2 separate regions of the Canis lupus genome follow, and region 2 is linked to region 1. Evidence: chromatin contacts called from public Hi-C data. All regions are on one chromosome and are shown on one strand. Each heading gives the region's core, a stretch centred on a gene start, on an enhancer-like site or on the middle of the called end of the contact. The rest is flanking DNA. Distances are from core to core; before and after follow the strand shown.

Evidence for each region. A called contact is a pair of places that touch in the nucleus more often than the background predicts.
Region 2: a Hi-C map of blood shows a contact between it and region 1, with 3 times the contacts expected there. The contact joins the promoter of HMGCS1 here to the enhancer-like site in region 1. A contact is called at or near these places in 3 of 9 Hi-C or Micro-C datasets (amygdala and blood).

What each region holds. Positions count from the first base shown.
Region 1 is chr4:67,490,604-67,497,913 of UU_Cfam_GSD_1.0, reverse strand. The region is part of intron 1 of CCL28 (C-C motif chemokine ligand 28); the gene reads right to left. Among named protein-coding and RNA genes, the nearest start is that of CCL28, 10 kb to the right of the region's middle. Within about 2 kb of position 2,718, at least 16 of the 20 cell types and tissues checked have an H3K27ac peak or open chromatin away from gene starts, as enhancers often do. A contact at or near this core is called in blood, where this site is marked.
Region 2 is chr4:67,546,582-67,553,891 of UU_Cfam_GSD_1.0, reverse strand. It overlaps HMGCS1 (hydroxymethylglutaryl-CoA synthase, cytoplasmic), which reads right to left and starts at 2,593. Exons shown (of 13, transcript XM_038535173.1): 1 at 2,475-2,593; 2 at 1,425-1,603. The coding sequence starts at 1,479.

The sequences.
Region 1 (7,310 bases), core at 1,469-3,968:
CAATTCTGTTCTAACTTCAGAATCACTTTCAGGCTTGTAAATCTGCTAACGCTCATTCAATAATATATTCTGTTCTCTTTTCTCTTTTAGGACAGAGGGATCTTTTGTTGGCAGGATTGCTTCCTTTCCACAGTGGAACTGCCCAGTCTCACTGATGCACAAACACCCCTTAAGTCTTCATGCTCCCACATACACATAGGTCTGTTTCTGGGCTTTCTCTTGTTTCATTGCTCTATTTACCTATCTTGGCATCTGTTCCATACTGTCTCAATTAAGGTGACTTTTTAATCAATCCTAATACCTAACACAATTAAGTTTACTTATCCAACTGATTCTTCAAAATTGTCTTGACTGTTCTTGGCTCTTTACCATTCCTATACATTTTAGAATCTGCTTAAGTTCTTCAAAAATCTTTGGAGCTTTGGCTGGAATTGCACTGAATTTACAACTAAATTTTGGGAGAGCAGACATCTGAAAAAAATACTGCTTTCCCATCCATAAATATGCAATTATCTCTCTAGTTATTCAGGGTTTCTTTGATGTCCTTTAAGACCTTTATGAAAAAATAATAAAATATTGTTATATATCCTTATAAGTTTTGTGCTATTGTGAATGGTCTTTGAAAGATTACCTTTTCTAGGGCAGCCTGGGTGGCTCAGGGGTTTAGCGCTGCCGCCTTCAGCCCAGGGTGTGATCCTGGAGACCTGGGATCGAGTCCCACATCAGGCTCCCTGCATGGAGCCTGCATCTCCCTCTGCCTGTGTCTCTGCCTCTCTCTGTGTGTGTCTCTCATGAATAAACAAATAAAATCTTTAAAAACAAAGAAAAATTACCTTTTCTAATTTTTTTTTTGATGTGTAAAAATGCTGTTGATTATGTTGATCTTGTAGCCAACAACTTTGCTGTACTTTTTTTTTAGTTGTAATAGTTTGGAGTTGATATTCTTTGGTTTTCTAGGTAAACATACTTTTTTTTTTTAATCTCTTCCTTCTCAAATCCTGTATAGCAATGAAAGGCTTTTCTCCTTTATTTAAAAAAAATCTTTAAAGTAATCTCTACACCCAATGTGGGACTCAAACTCACTAGTCCAAGTCAAGACTCAGGTGCTCTACAGACTGAGCCAGCCAGGCACCTCAAGGCTTTTCTCCTTTATTACCTTGCTAAATGCCTAGAACAGTGCTTACCCCACCGTAAACTCAATACACAAAATTTAAATTACTATGATGGATTAATCTATTTTCTTCCTTGCCCTCTGGAGATAAACCATACTTGGTCATAATGTATTAATCGTTATACGATTCTGAGTTTGATCTGCTATTTATTTAGATTTTTACATTTATTTTCATAAACAAGATTTGTCCATTCTTTTATCCCCTAATATCAATCTTGAAAGTTTTGGATATTAAGGTTATATTAATCTCAACAATGCACTGGGTAGTTTTCTCTGCCATTCTATTATTTGAAGAGATTTTATAAGATGAGGATGGTCTGTTCCTCCAGTGGTTGGTAAAATCTCTGAAACCATCTAGGCTTGGTGTCTATTTGAAGGAAATGTGTTCAACTCTGATTTAATTTCTTTAATAGTTATTTGTTTTGGGGGGTTTTCTAGGTCTTCTCTGCTCAATCCCGGTATCTTAGTTTTCTAAGACATTGTCCCTTTCATCTACAATTTCTAATTTATTTTCACTGAAGGCATTCGGAAAACGCCACCTCATTATTTTAAGTTAAAGTCACTTAAAAAAAAAAAATTGCAATGCACAAAGGCCATCCTAACTTTCCTAAAATCCCTGGGGAGATAAAACTCCCAAGTAAAAGATGCTCTCCCTGCACTTGGAGGAAGGCATTTTTATCACCAGAGGGCGGCACTTCATCCCTTTGAGTCAGCTGGTGCTCCTCTACTCCAGGGGAAGTCGAGGCCGAGAGAAATCTGTACAAACCAACTCTGTTAAGCGAACCCTTATCTATCTTCCTGGTCACCTCGCCCAAGTCCCTTTGGTCACTTTTCCACAATTTACCACTCTGTCCAACTTTATAAGCGTTGATTCAAACTTCTTTGGGTCTTCATTTCCTTATGAAAGCTGCTATGTCAATTAAAACTTACATAGATTTGTATGCTTTTCCCTTTTTAATGTCTTTTGTTACAGAAACCACCCGTCAAGAGATCCTGGTAAGGGTTTTTTTTTTTCCCTCCCCTACATTACAAAGTTGCATTGCATTTTTTTGCAGTTCGGGTTTGTTGGTTTTTTTTTCCCCATTCTTAATAGGGTTTGAAGAGGAGGTTCTCGTGCAAAGTAACCGTTTAAAGCTTGGATCTAAGTAATACACGACATATTTATAAACTTACAAATATCATGTTTTGAAGCTAAAAACCATTTGATCCAGATTAAAGAAAAAAGATCACAGTACTCTGAAAAGTGGAAGTACTACTTATTATAACAGGTGGCATAGCCTAAGTGCATTTATTTAAAACACACGCACGAAAAAACAATTAAGCGTTCAACCCAAAAACCTACAAGAGAAAAATCAAGAGGACCCTGAACCCAAACCAAAGATGGGAAAAGACAAAAGCGCGACGTCGCGGCGCTTTACGGCCGTCGCGCTCACGTGTCTGCGGTCATGGCCGTGTGGGAGGAGAGGCCGGGAGCGGGACACTTGGTGCTGGAGCCGGAGCCCAAGCCGGAGCCCAAAGAGGAGGAGAAGGAAGGGCGGACGCAAGGAGAAGCGGGTGGTGTTCCTCGAGGCATACTGAGGCCACATCCCGCCGCTCCTCCGGCCTCTGCGCGTGCGCAACGGGCACGGCGCCGGTGGCTTTTCAGCTAGCCCGCGGTGGCGCGCGCGGCGCGGGGAGAGGACGTTCCGGAAGCAGCGGCCCGCGTCCAACGAGGGATACGCCCAGGGGCGGGGCCACGGCCGGCCCCTCGCGCCAGCCTCTTCCGGGAGGGCGGCCGGAAGTGCGTGCGCCTGCGCGGCGCGGCCTGGGCCCTCGGGAGCCGCTGGGAAGCCCGGCCTGCACCGCCTGCCGACGCCTGCCCTTCAAGGAGCTGCGGGAAAATTTTAGGGTTTTTTTTTTTTTTTTGAAAAATTTTTTTTAATTTTAGTTTTTTGAATGATCTGTCAGTTTCTGATGCGGGTATGTTAAAAAAAAATCTCACTATTGTCGAGATTAGGTCGGATTTTTTTCTTATGGTTTGGCAGTACGTGTCCGCTGGGCTTATATTTCAGACGCACGCAAGGGCCCTTCTATCCTCAGCGGGGATTGGAGTAGGGCGCTAGCCTCAGGGGCAGTTTTCTTTTTTTTTAAGATTTTATTTATTTATTTTTAGAGACTTATTTATATTTATTTGCTTATTTTACAGAGAGAGAGAGGCAGAGACACAGGCAGAGGGAGAAGCAGGCGCCGTGCAGGGAGCCCGACGCGGGACTCGATCCCGGGACGACGGGGTCACGCCCTGGGCCGAAGGCAGATGCTCAACCACTGAGCCACCTGGGCGTCCCGATTTTTTTTTTTTTTTTTAAGATTTTATTTATTTGAGAGAGAGCATGAGCGGGGGGAGGGCCAGAGGGATTGGGTGAAGCAGGCTCCCCCGTGGGGGCGTCCCCTGGATGCCGGGATGCCACGGTCATGACCCGAACGGGAAGCCGGTTAACCCACTGAGCCCCCCTCCAGGCGTCCCCCAGGGGAAAAATTTGACATGGGTGCTCCAAAAAATTCAGTAGTTGAGATTAAATAATATTTTAGGCAATATTTTTAAAAATAAAAGTTCATACCAAAAAAAAGTGTATGACGAATAAAATACAGTTGACCGTTGAACAACGTGGGTTTAAAGGGTGTGGGTCCACCTCTGAGGATTTCTTGTTGATAAATGCAGTGCCCTAGATGTATTTTCCTCACGATTTTAACATTTTCTTTAGCTTACTGTATTTTAAGGACATAGTATATAATACATGTAAACATGCAAAGTACGTATTTATTAGCTGTTATTGGTAAGCTTCTGGCCAATGGTAGGTTACTAAAGCTTAATTAACTTAGTAGTTAATTTTTGGGGAAGTCAAAAGGGATTTTGGGGGTTTGGACATCCCCTACCCCTGGGATGTTCAAGGATCAACCTTACTACAATTTTATTATTTTTAAAAAGATTTTATTTATTTATTCATGAGAGACAGACAGAGAGAGGCAGAGACACAGGCAGAGGGAGAAGCAGGCTCCATGCAGGGAGCCTGATGTGGGACTCGATCCTAGGTCTCCAGGGTCAGGCCCTGGGCGAAGGCAGGCACTAAACCGCTGAGCTACCCGGGCTGCCCCTTACTACAATTTTAAATAAAAACAAAATTTGACCCTGCACTCTTAAGGCAGTCTTAGGTGTACCTTCTTGGGGAACTGATACTTTTTATCCTCCTGTGAAATTCCTCTAGTCCTATTCCAAGTTTTTGCCTATGTTCTACTTTTCTGATACCAATATTGTGACACTAAATCTTTTGATTAATTACTTACCCACCTTATTTTGTGTTTTCTTCTTATCATCCTTTTTTCCCTCCTTTCCTTGGTTGGATTGATCAGTTTTCTACATTTCCTTCATTTTATTTTTTATTGAAAATTTAACCTGGATTAGGTCAAGGAAAAACCCCCTTGGGAAAATATCAACACTGGCTCACACACATTTTTTGAGTTTGAATCATTCCAGCAAATTTATTATTTTACTAATGAAAGTGATTGCCAGGTCAGTAAAATTCCATCAGCGTTTGTGGAGCACCTACTTGGTGTCTTTCATTGTTCTAGGCACCAAATATACAAAAATTAGGAAGTCCTAGTCCCTGCCCTCAGGATGCCTCCAATAGCAGATGTTTGTCTAACGTTCTTTCAGGACCTCCTTACTGCGTTTGACATTGGTACCCATTCCTTCGTGGACACTCTCCATATCCCTGGTTGACAAGACCTTAATCCCTCCTAATTGTCCTAATACTGAGAAATTACATTCTCTGCTCTGAATTTCTCCTTTGCCTTCTCCTCAATAGTTGGCATTCCTCAAAGTTCAGTCCTTGACCTTCCACTCTTCTTTCAGCTCACGTCTTCTGATGCTTTGAGTTATTATCTCTATCAGTAGCTTTAAAATAATCTGTCTACTTTAGCCTCTACCCCAATAATCCTGACATGTATTCAACTGCTATTGAACATACACTTGAATATTCCACAGGCTCCCCTAACTTAATAAATCCCTAACTGAAGGCATTATTTCTTACCACTGAAAATCTTGTTCCTTTTCTCATCTCGTTTAACACTCATTTACTGCTACCCAAGCCAGAAACCCATGTCATTCCATCCTGCATTCCCCATGGCCAAACTCCTGTGTGTTTTACTCTGTTTCTCAGAACTGTCTCCCTCCTTTTCATTCCTTTATTCCTGAGTTCAAGATGTCACTAATTGTTTCCTTTTTCCCAGTCTTGTTTTTGTCTCATGTGAATCTGTGGTCCCAGAGCATCCTATGCTTTGCTATCTTTATCATATATAAAAAATTAAGAGTTTATATGACTGTCTTTTGACTGTGAGCTCCCTCAGTATATGTTTGTATACATGCAGCACAATACCTGTTATTAGTGCTAAATAAATGCCTCGAGCTGAACTAAGCTCTTTTGTCTTATATATCATTGTATTTTGTTTTAAGGCTTTTAATGCTATAAAAATTAATTTTGGGGTAGCCTGGGTGGCTCAGCAGTTTAGCGCCACCTTCAGCCCAGGGTGTGATCCTGGAGACCTGGGATCCAGTCCCACATCAGGCTCCCTGCATGGAGCCTGCTTCTCCCTCTGCCTGTGTCTCTGCCTCTGTGTGTGTGTGTGTCTCATGAATAAAGAAATAAAATCTAAAAAAATTAAAAATAATAAAAATTAAAATTTTCCTTTTTTTTTTTTTTTTTAGGAAATAAGGTTACCTATATTTGGTCAATGTCTTAAATCTCAAATGTCCTTAAATTACACAATGCTTTTCAGAAACATTATCCCTCCACCCTCACTCAAGTAATTAGGGGTCAATTCAATATGATAAATCATTTGCCCATTATATTTAATAATTTAAAGAGATTAGTATCTCATTAAAGCATTAGTTTGTCTTATTAATGAAAGTGTTATTGCTATTGTTTCTGTTGGTTTGGGGTTTTGTTGTTAACAGCATTTCCAGTATTAAGTGTCAGAGATTTGGGTGGGTGATTTGCCATGAATTTCTGTCCCTGATTTGGTTCCATCTGTGACCCAATTTTGGATCAAGGCTTTAAAGATTTCCCGCTCAAGATCTGTCAAAATGAATACTAAAGCACTACACATCCAGTCTGTGATATAAAAATTAGATTTCGGGCTTTAAGGATATGATTCTTTACTATAGAGAGGTTAACGAGCTTCCTCTCTTACTTACATGTATTGTATAGTCTCCTGCCACTCAAAGTGTGGTTCCCAGAGCTGCAGCAATTGCATCACTTGGGGACTTTTTAGAAATGCAGTTTGAAGGGCACCTGGGTGGCTTAGTGATTGTCTGCCTTCGGCTCAGGTTGTGATCCTGGGGCCTGGGATCGAGTCCCACATCAGGCTCTCCACAGGGAGCCTGCTTCTCCCTTTGCCTATGTCTCTGCCTCTCTCTCTGCATGTCTCTCATGAATAAACAAATAAAATCTTTTTTAAAAATGTAGTTCGAAAAACACTGATATAAAGAACACTTTACAGAACACAGTAAAATAGAAACAGAGCAAAGGCTTGTGCTATACTATTGTGGAAAGGATTCCCAGGCTAAAGATAAAAATAATTAGAAAGATTCACTTGCCTGCTGACAGTATCTCGAGTTTGAGTGCCATTTAAGAAGGCCAACATGTAAATAAACAATGTTTTGAATGTGTTTGGTTAAGGATACAGTTCCCTAGTCTAGTGGACTTCACATCTTAATGGAGCCACATCACACTGGATGCCGACAAATGAAGGTGTCCGTCGATGACACCGAGGAGGCAGGAAGGGCTCACCAAGCAACGGCACATGGAATTGCTCTGCCCAAGTAACATCCTCCTGGATACTTTTCAGAACCTTGGCATCATATTTAGGTAATAGAGAGTGAATCAGGTTTTTTCTTTACCTTAATAGGAAGACATTTGGTCACTAGTACTTCTCACAGCATGGACACTTGGAGGGCTCGGGGGATAGTCCTGAAGGGGATAGGAATGACATTGTGCCAGAGGGACACACCGGAAGGCATTACTGTACATTACTTAAGCATATGGAGACAAGCAACCAGATTCAATCCCTGCCTTTACCACTTTCTAGCTTACATTGGATGAGT
Region 2 (7,310 bases), core at 1,344-3,843, 56 kb before region 1:
TTTTCAACCTTCTGAATCTGTACCATCATCTTGAGAAATATAAAAATGTCAAACAGGGTGCCTGGGTGGCTCAGTCAGTTAAGCATCTGCCTTCAGCAGATGTGATCCTGGGGTCCTGGGATCCAGCGGTCCAAGGGGCTCCCTGCTCAGTGGGGAGTCTACTTCTTCCTCTGCCTCCCCCCACCTTGTGAGTGCTCGTGCGGTCTCTCTCAAATAAATAAAATCTTTTAAAATAAAATAAAATAAAATTATAAGACTCAGTTCTTTACATGAAACTAAATATAGATTCTGATATATAGTCCATCAAATTCCTCAAACCAGAACCTCAACTGTATCTCCTCTCATTCAGTTCCATTGCCTTTTTTTTTTTTTAAAAGATTTTACTTATTTATTCATGAGACACACACACACACACAGAGAGACAGAGAGAGATAGAGGGGCAGAGAGAGAGAGGCAGAAGCAGGCTCCATGCAAGGAGCCCGACGTGGGACTCGATCCTGGGACTCCAGGATCACGCCCTGGGCCGAAGGCAGGTGCTAAACCGCTGAGCCACCCAGGGATCCCAGCTGTTTTATGGTTTTAAATTATTCTAGAGCACTGAGTAAATACACATTACATCAATTATCAGGGTTTTGCACTTCCTTCCATGAAAGCTATCTAAAATCTCAATCAAAAAGTCTTAAAGTCCATCCCACAGTTAAGAGAAACAAGATGTAAAAGCACTCTGGAGGAATACCTAAGAAAACAAAATCAAAAGCAAGGCCCTGAAATAGCCAGCAGATGACGTGGCCTTTTATGGTACATAAAACATCCTGTAATTTCTCCCCATTGGCAGCGCCTTCCTAAGAATTGGTGTTACCTATTAAACTAGAATTGGATAAAAAGGGCAAATCTACAAATTTAGGAGAGACCTACAAAGGTTAAACACCGAGAAAAGTGCGTCTTTCTCCTTCCCCGTAAAATATACTATCCCTGCCCTCCTTACCCCTACAAAAATAACTGAAATTTTAAAAATATAAAGTTTTGATCAAAGAAAGAACACAAACTGCTTAGAGGTCTCAAGATGCAAAGAACCATTTGGACAGATCCATGTTAAGGGCTTTCAATCTCCCTTCTAACAGAATCTGTACAACTAAAGTCCAAACTCCAACTCAGAAGGAAAAACCTGTTAACTACATGAGCGTCTTCATTTGTCGTGATTTTGTCATTTATCTTGCCATTGTTTTTCAGAATTCAGCAGTGTGATAGAGCAAACATCACTCAGCCACAGCCAGAACACATCATCCAACTGCGGCAGGTTGACGGGAGCATCAGCAGCTGTGGGAAGCGCTGCAGCAGAGGTGAGCGGTGAAAAGAAGCCTTTGATGGCCTAAGGCCAAGGCCACAGGGCAAACATGACAAGCAGAGATAACCTCCTTCATTACCTGTTGTCCACATTCCTCCTCCAGGGAAGCTCAGAGTAATCCTTTTCTCTACCATCCGTCACACAAGGACACGTTTTTTCGAAGACACCATACACTTAGCTTAATCCCCAATCCTCCGTGTGTGAAGGCCCTGCGGGTACCTGCCCACTACATCACAGCAGGTCAGACCGGCTCTAAAACTATTAGCAAGAGGGAGGCACAGGATTTCAGAACACCCAGGAAACCTTTTTTTTTTTTTTTTTTTCCCTTTAACAGGGGCATAGAAAATTCGGAGGCGGGAAGGTAGGTGGGAGGCAGGAACCTGTGATACCCGAAGCAAGCCGACGGAAGCAGTCAGCAGCCCAAGTACTCGTTAAATCACGGTTTTAGGGGGGCACTTGATGGGATGAGCACTGGGTGTTATGCTATATGTTGGCAAATTGAACTCCAATAAAAATAAATAAACATATAAATATTAAAAAAAAATAAATCCCGGTTTTGATGCTTCTCTGCACCTGAGCTAGGGAAGAAAGTCATGCTCGCCCGCTTCCCTTTCCCAGCAACTCTATGTGGCTGCAAGAGGACACACCCCCTGCCAACCTACGAGGCTCCATCTAACCAGGCGTGGTCTTCTCCATCCCTCGGCGTCCACCCTCACCCCAAAGCTCGGGGAACGCCCGGGCAGCCCAGCTCCGGGGGCGCCCCCCGCCCCCCGCCCCTCAAGGCGATCACGGCCGCGCCCCGGCCCCCCGGCTCCCCGGCCCCCGGCTGACTAGGTCACTAGAACCCTCGCCCTCAACGCCCTTTCGCCTTCTCCCTCCGCGACTCCCCAGCCCCCCGTCAAAGCCCCCGCCTGCGGGCCCGGGCGGCTGGCGGGGCGGCCCCGCACCCCGCACCCCGCGGCGCCCGCGCCCCCATCCAGGGCCAGGTCCACGCCTCCGCCCCCGCCCCCCGCCCCCCCGCCGGGACGGAGCTGGAGCTCCTTCGGGCCTAGTCAAGGACACCGCCCGCCCGGCCTTCATCCCGCCCGGCGCCGCGGCAGCCCGGCTCCCCCCGTCGCGGGGCACTCACCCAGACGTGACCGGGCGGCTGCCGGGAAGGGAGCGAGCCACGCAAGGGCAGTACGCGGCGCCTCCCCTCCGCCACCAGCTTTATAGCCGCCGACCCACCCGACTCCCGCACCGCCGGGAGTCGGGGGGAGGCTGGACCGCGCTTCCGGCAGCCAATCGCGGCCCGCAGAGCGGCCCGGCAGAGCCCGCCCCCCCGGCCGGCTTCCGCCAATCCGGAGAGACGTGGAGGCGGGCCCCGGCTAGGGCTTTCCCTCGTGGCTGGAAGGGCGGGGGAAGGGGCGGGGACAAAGCTGGAGGCCCGAGGAAGTGGGGTGAGAGAGTGACGTGCGGTGGCCCGAGAGCCGGCCTGCCAATCACAGAGCGGCGAGAGCCGGCGAGAGCCAACGGGAGCGGAGTGAGAGCCCCTCCGACCAATTGGGGTTCAGTGCGAGGAGACGGGAGCCAATGAGGCCTCCGCGTCCCACCACTGGGGAGAGATGGTCAAGTGTGGGAGGCAAGTTGGTCCCCACTCGAGAGGCTGTCAGGTTGCCTAGCAACAGAGCTGGGCTTCACCTGTACGATTTCTGCAATACTTTATTTGAATTCAATTTTAACGCTCTCTAATTTCCAGAGCGGCCAAAGGCGCCTGCATTACATGTTGGAGCAGGATGTCACCCCGAATTTGTAAATGTGTCCATGTTGTGAACGCTCGGTTTGTGAATATCTAATCCCTCTGTTCAAAGCTACCTTGACAGAAAGGGAGACTTCTGTCATAAATAAAGACTCCTAACTCTGGGAAACGAACTAGGGGTGATGGAAGGGGAGGAGGGCGGGGGGTGGGGGTGAATGGGTGACGGGCACTGGGGGGGGGCACTTGACGGGATGAGCACTGGGTGTTATTCTGTATGTTGGTAAATTGAACACCAATAAAAAATTTATTATTTTAAAAAAAACAATTACCTTGACTTTTTTTTTAATTTTTTTTTTTTAAGAGACTGCTATTGGGACAATTCTTCCTAAGTAAACTGGAAGCAAGTTGGGGTTAGACACACCAGTAAGTAGACAGTAAGGGGCCTTGCCTGAGCAAGGAAGTGGATTCTGATTCTAGGAGTTTTGCTAGCTCATACACTCCGAAGGAAGGGGCTCCATCTGGCCCCATTGTATCTTCTGAGCTTGATATGTGATAGGTGACAACCTAAAGATTGTTGAAAGAAGGAAGGGGCCCAGTAATTGTCGATATGGCAAATCCATAGGATATAAGCTGCCTAGCTCCCCCAGAAAATAGAGAGGAACAAGCTGGAGGAAATCACTGAAACATTGTTTGTGAGAACCCAAAGGAAGACATTTAGGGCTTTAAATTAGACTCTACCTCATCTCCTCCTCAGATTGAGAAACCCTAAAAATTAGCTTTGATGGGGACCCTGAGAGATGTCTTTCTCTCTCCTGTTTCATTGAGACCCAGGAATGCTGTTGATAAGAGGCCATTGATGATTCTGTGCATCACACAACTACTGTTACAGGAAATTTATTATCCACTATAGGTAATAACTTAGTAAGAGATATTCTCAGCAGCAAAGTGGCCAAATATATTGGCAATGGAACCACTGAGAGGTGGTGGCATAAGTTACTTGTGGGAATGGACCACTCAATAATTAGCACTCCATAGTAATGCCCATTTCATACTCTTGTAAAGCAACTAGGTGATAAAGAGAGAGAAAAATTGCCTGGTTATGATCAACAGCAATTTTGAAGGGGGAAATTCAACATTCTTGGCATATTAGAATGTACTGAAAGGCAGTACACAGAAAGAAGATACAGGGATGCCTGGGTGGCTCAACGGTTAAGCATCTGCCTTCAGCTCAGTGTGTGATCCTGGAGTCCTGGGATCGATTCTCACATCAGGCTCCCTGCATGGAGCCTGCTTCTCTCTGCGTATGTCTCTGCCTCTCTCTCTCTCTCTCTCTCTCTCTCTCTCTCTCTCTCTCTCTCTCTGTGTGTGTGTGTGTCTCATGAATAAATAAATAAAATCTTAAAAAAAAAAAAAAGAAGATACAATTTGTCCTTAGGGAGAGCAAATAGTTCCAACTCCAGGAGTTCATAGGAAATGATTAGCCAGAGAGCTATGAGGATGACCACCTTGCACAACAAGAAAGTCCCACAAGGCACAGCTTGTCTTTTTGATCAAATTAATCTTCAGTTAAGCAAAGTGAGCATGGTACTGGGAGGCTAATGAACGATGAAGTGGGTTAATAATTAGATATGGAGCATCTCAATCAAGTTTTTAAGAACAAGCCTCTGAGAGTCTGTGAAATATAATAGCAGATAATGCCAGCCTACAGAAATATTAGCTATGGCCCATGCAATTGAGGACAAAATACACATATACTTATTTTCAAAGGGGCTGTAAGTTTTTTGAGCTACAATTTTACACAAGCACAGTGAAGTCGATGTCATACTAGAATGTGCATCTTAAGATCTATGTTTTATTATAGTTTCTAAATTTAATGCTAACTCATGTTGGTCATACATTATAGATGCTATACATCAAAGGCAAAATACAGTTTATTGTTCTGTCCTACTTTGAAAGAAGCAAAAGTTTATTAAGAGGCAGGAAGATGTAATGATAACATTTAATAACATTTAATTTATAATAATAAATTCATCCATTGAACAAACATTTACGTTTTACTTGTTCTGTGGCAGGGATTATGCTAGACCTATGCTGTCCAGTAAGACAAGCATTAGCTGCATGTGGCTCTTGAATACTTGAAAGTTGGCTAGCAAAGTGAGATGAAATATAAGTGTAAAATACACACTACATTTTATTATGTTTTAAAAGATATTTGAGAGAGAGAGAGAGAGCATGAGCAGGGCAGGGAGGAGCAGAGGGAGAGGGAGAAGCAGGGTCCCCACTGAGCAGGGAGCCTAATTCAGGGCTCTATCCCAGGACCCTGGGATCATGACCTGAACAGAAGGCAGACGTTTATCCTACTGAGCCATGCAGGTGTCCCCACATCACATTTTCAAGACTTAGTACAAAACCAGGAAATATCATCTTAATTCTTTTTGTATTGATATATCTTATAATGATAATATTTGGATTGTATGGTTTATATGGCTCCCATTTGCACTAGATAGTGAGAAAACACAATTAAAGACTCTTTCCTCAAAGAGTTCGTAGTCTAAAGAATGGGGAAGAGAAAAGTAAATATAGCAAAAGGCTGGGTTTCCAGTCTTTATCTCACTAGGTAAAGAGTAGGAGAGGGTGGAGTAGGAGGAATTTTCAAATTTCCCAATTACAGGTCTCTCCATCTCTTCAGATTGACAAGCTTTATTTTGCCTAACTATTCCATAGATTCTGAATTTAATTCCCTATCAGGGCTGTCTCTCTACAAGCCCCTCTACTGGGCAAGATGGCATCTGCAGGAGTTTCCTGGGTTGTTGTTTACATCAGAGGAGGAGACTCAGCACTGATTGTGGGTTCTTTACTCTCCCTTTGCTGACCAGGACCCACATTGGCTCTGGCACTGCGGAACCCTGAGGCTCATCACAGCTTTCACTGGATGCCCTACCTGTCCACCCTCGGCAGTCCTATAGCAGATGTCAGCTCTAGGCTCCCTTAGCCTCCTTTGCAGAAAATCCCCTCAACACGGCCAATCAGTTTCAGCTCTCATCTGTCCTCTGCATGAAATAAGTAGCTTCTGTAATTCTTCCGTACAACTCAGGACCTGTCCCTACCTGACAGCACGATGAGACTAGTTCACCTCTATTGTTACACTTCAAGGTACGTTTGTGGTGCCCAGGGAGATAGTCTCCTCTCTCCAGAACCATCCCTCACTTCCTCCCCAGAGTGTTATTAGGGGGAACTTGATTGAAAACCCTACTGATTAAAAACAAACAAACACCAAACTACTGATAAAGCATTCTTACCCTAACAATCCAGTATTGTTTCCAATACAACTCCTCTCTAGGGTTTTTACCTTTTGCCCCTCCTCTTTCCCATTTTACCCCTGAAAGGGCTACTACTATGGGAGGATACATGAAAGGTATTTCTTAAATAGCACAATGAACAATCACAACATAGTTCAAGCACTACACAAAGAAGCCTGCCCAAAAGACACTGGAAGCTCAAAGGAGGAGTATCTAACCCATCCTGGTGGTCAAGGAAGGCTTTCCAGAGCAGGTGTTCCTTTATCATATTTAGGGACCTTTCTTGAACACAGCTCTGTGCCCGGCCCTGTTCTAGGCTCAGAGGTTCTATGTGGTATACAAGACAGATACAATTTCTGATCTAGTCAAGCTTAGTGGAGGAAACCTAAACATTAGGTAGGAAAATGAATAAGCTGATGTCTCTTCAGGCAGTGATAATGCTGTGAAGAAAATAACACAGAGTAGTAATGAAACAGAACGTGACTGTGGGGGTGGATAGGTCCATGAGGTGGTTAGGAAAAACCTCTCTGAAATGGATGGTGCTACGTGAAGGCTGAGAAGGAGCCAGTCTATGAAGCTCTGGGGGCAGAGAGATACAAGTGGAGGGATTAGCAAGGGCAACAGCTTGCCTGTTTGAAGAAAAGAAAACAAGAGGCCCAGGTGTCTGACCTTGCATTTTGAAGGAGTTACAGGAGATATCTGGGTTGCGGACCAGAGGGACCAGAGGGCAGGAAGAAAAGGAGGGAAGCGAGAGTCATTTTAGGGAAAGGGATCTATCAACTGTATAATGTGGGAACTGCAACCTCAATCAGGAATAAGAGAGTAAGTCCAAGCGATGGTGAGTGCCACTAAAACCTCCCTTGTCTAGGCTTTTCAGGTAGAAGGAATGTTAATAGAACAGCATACGATATTTTTTCCATACCACTGG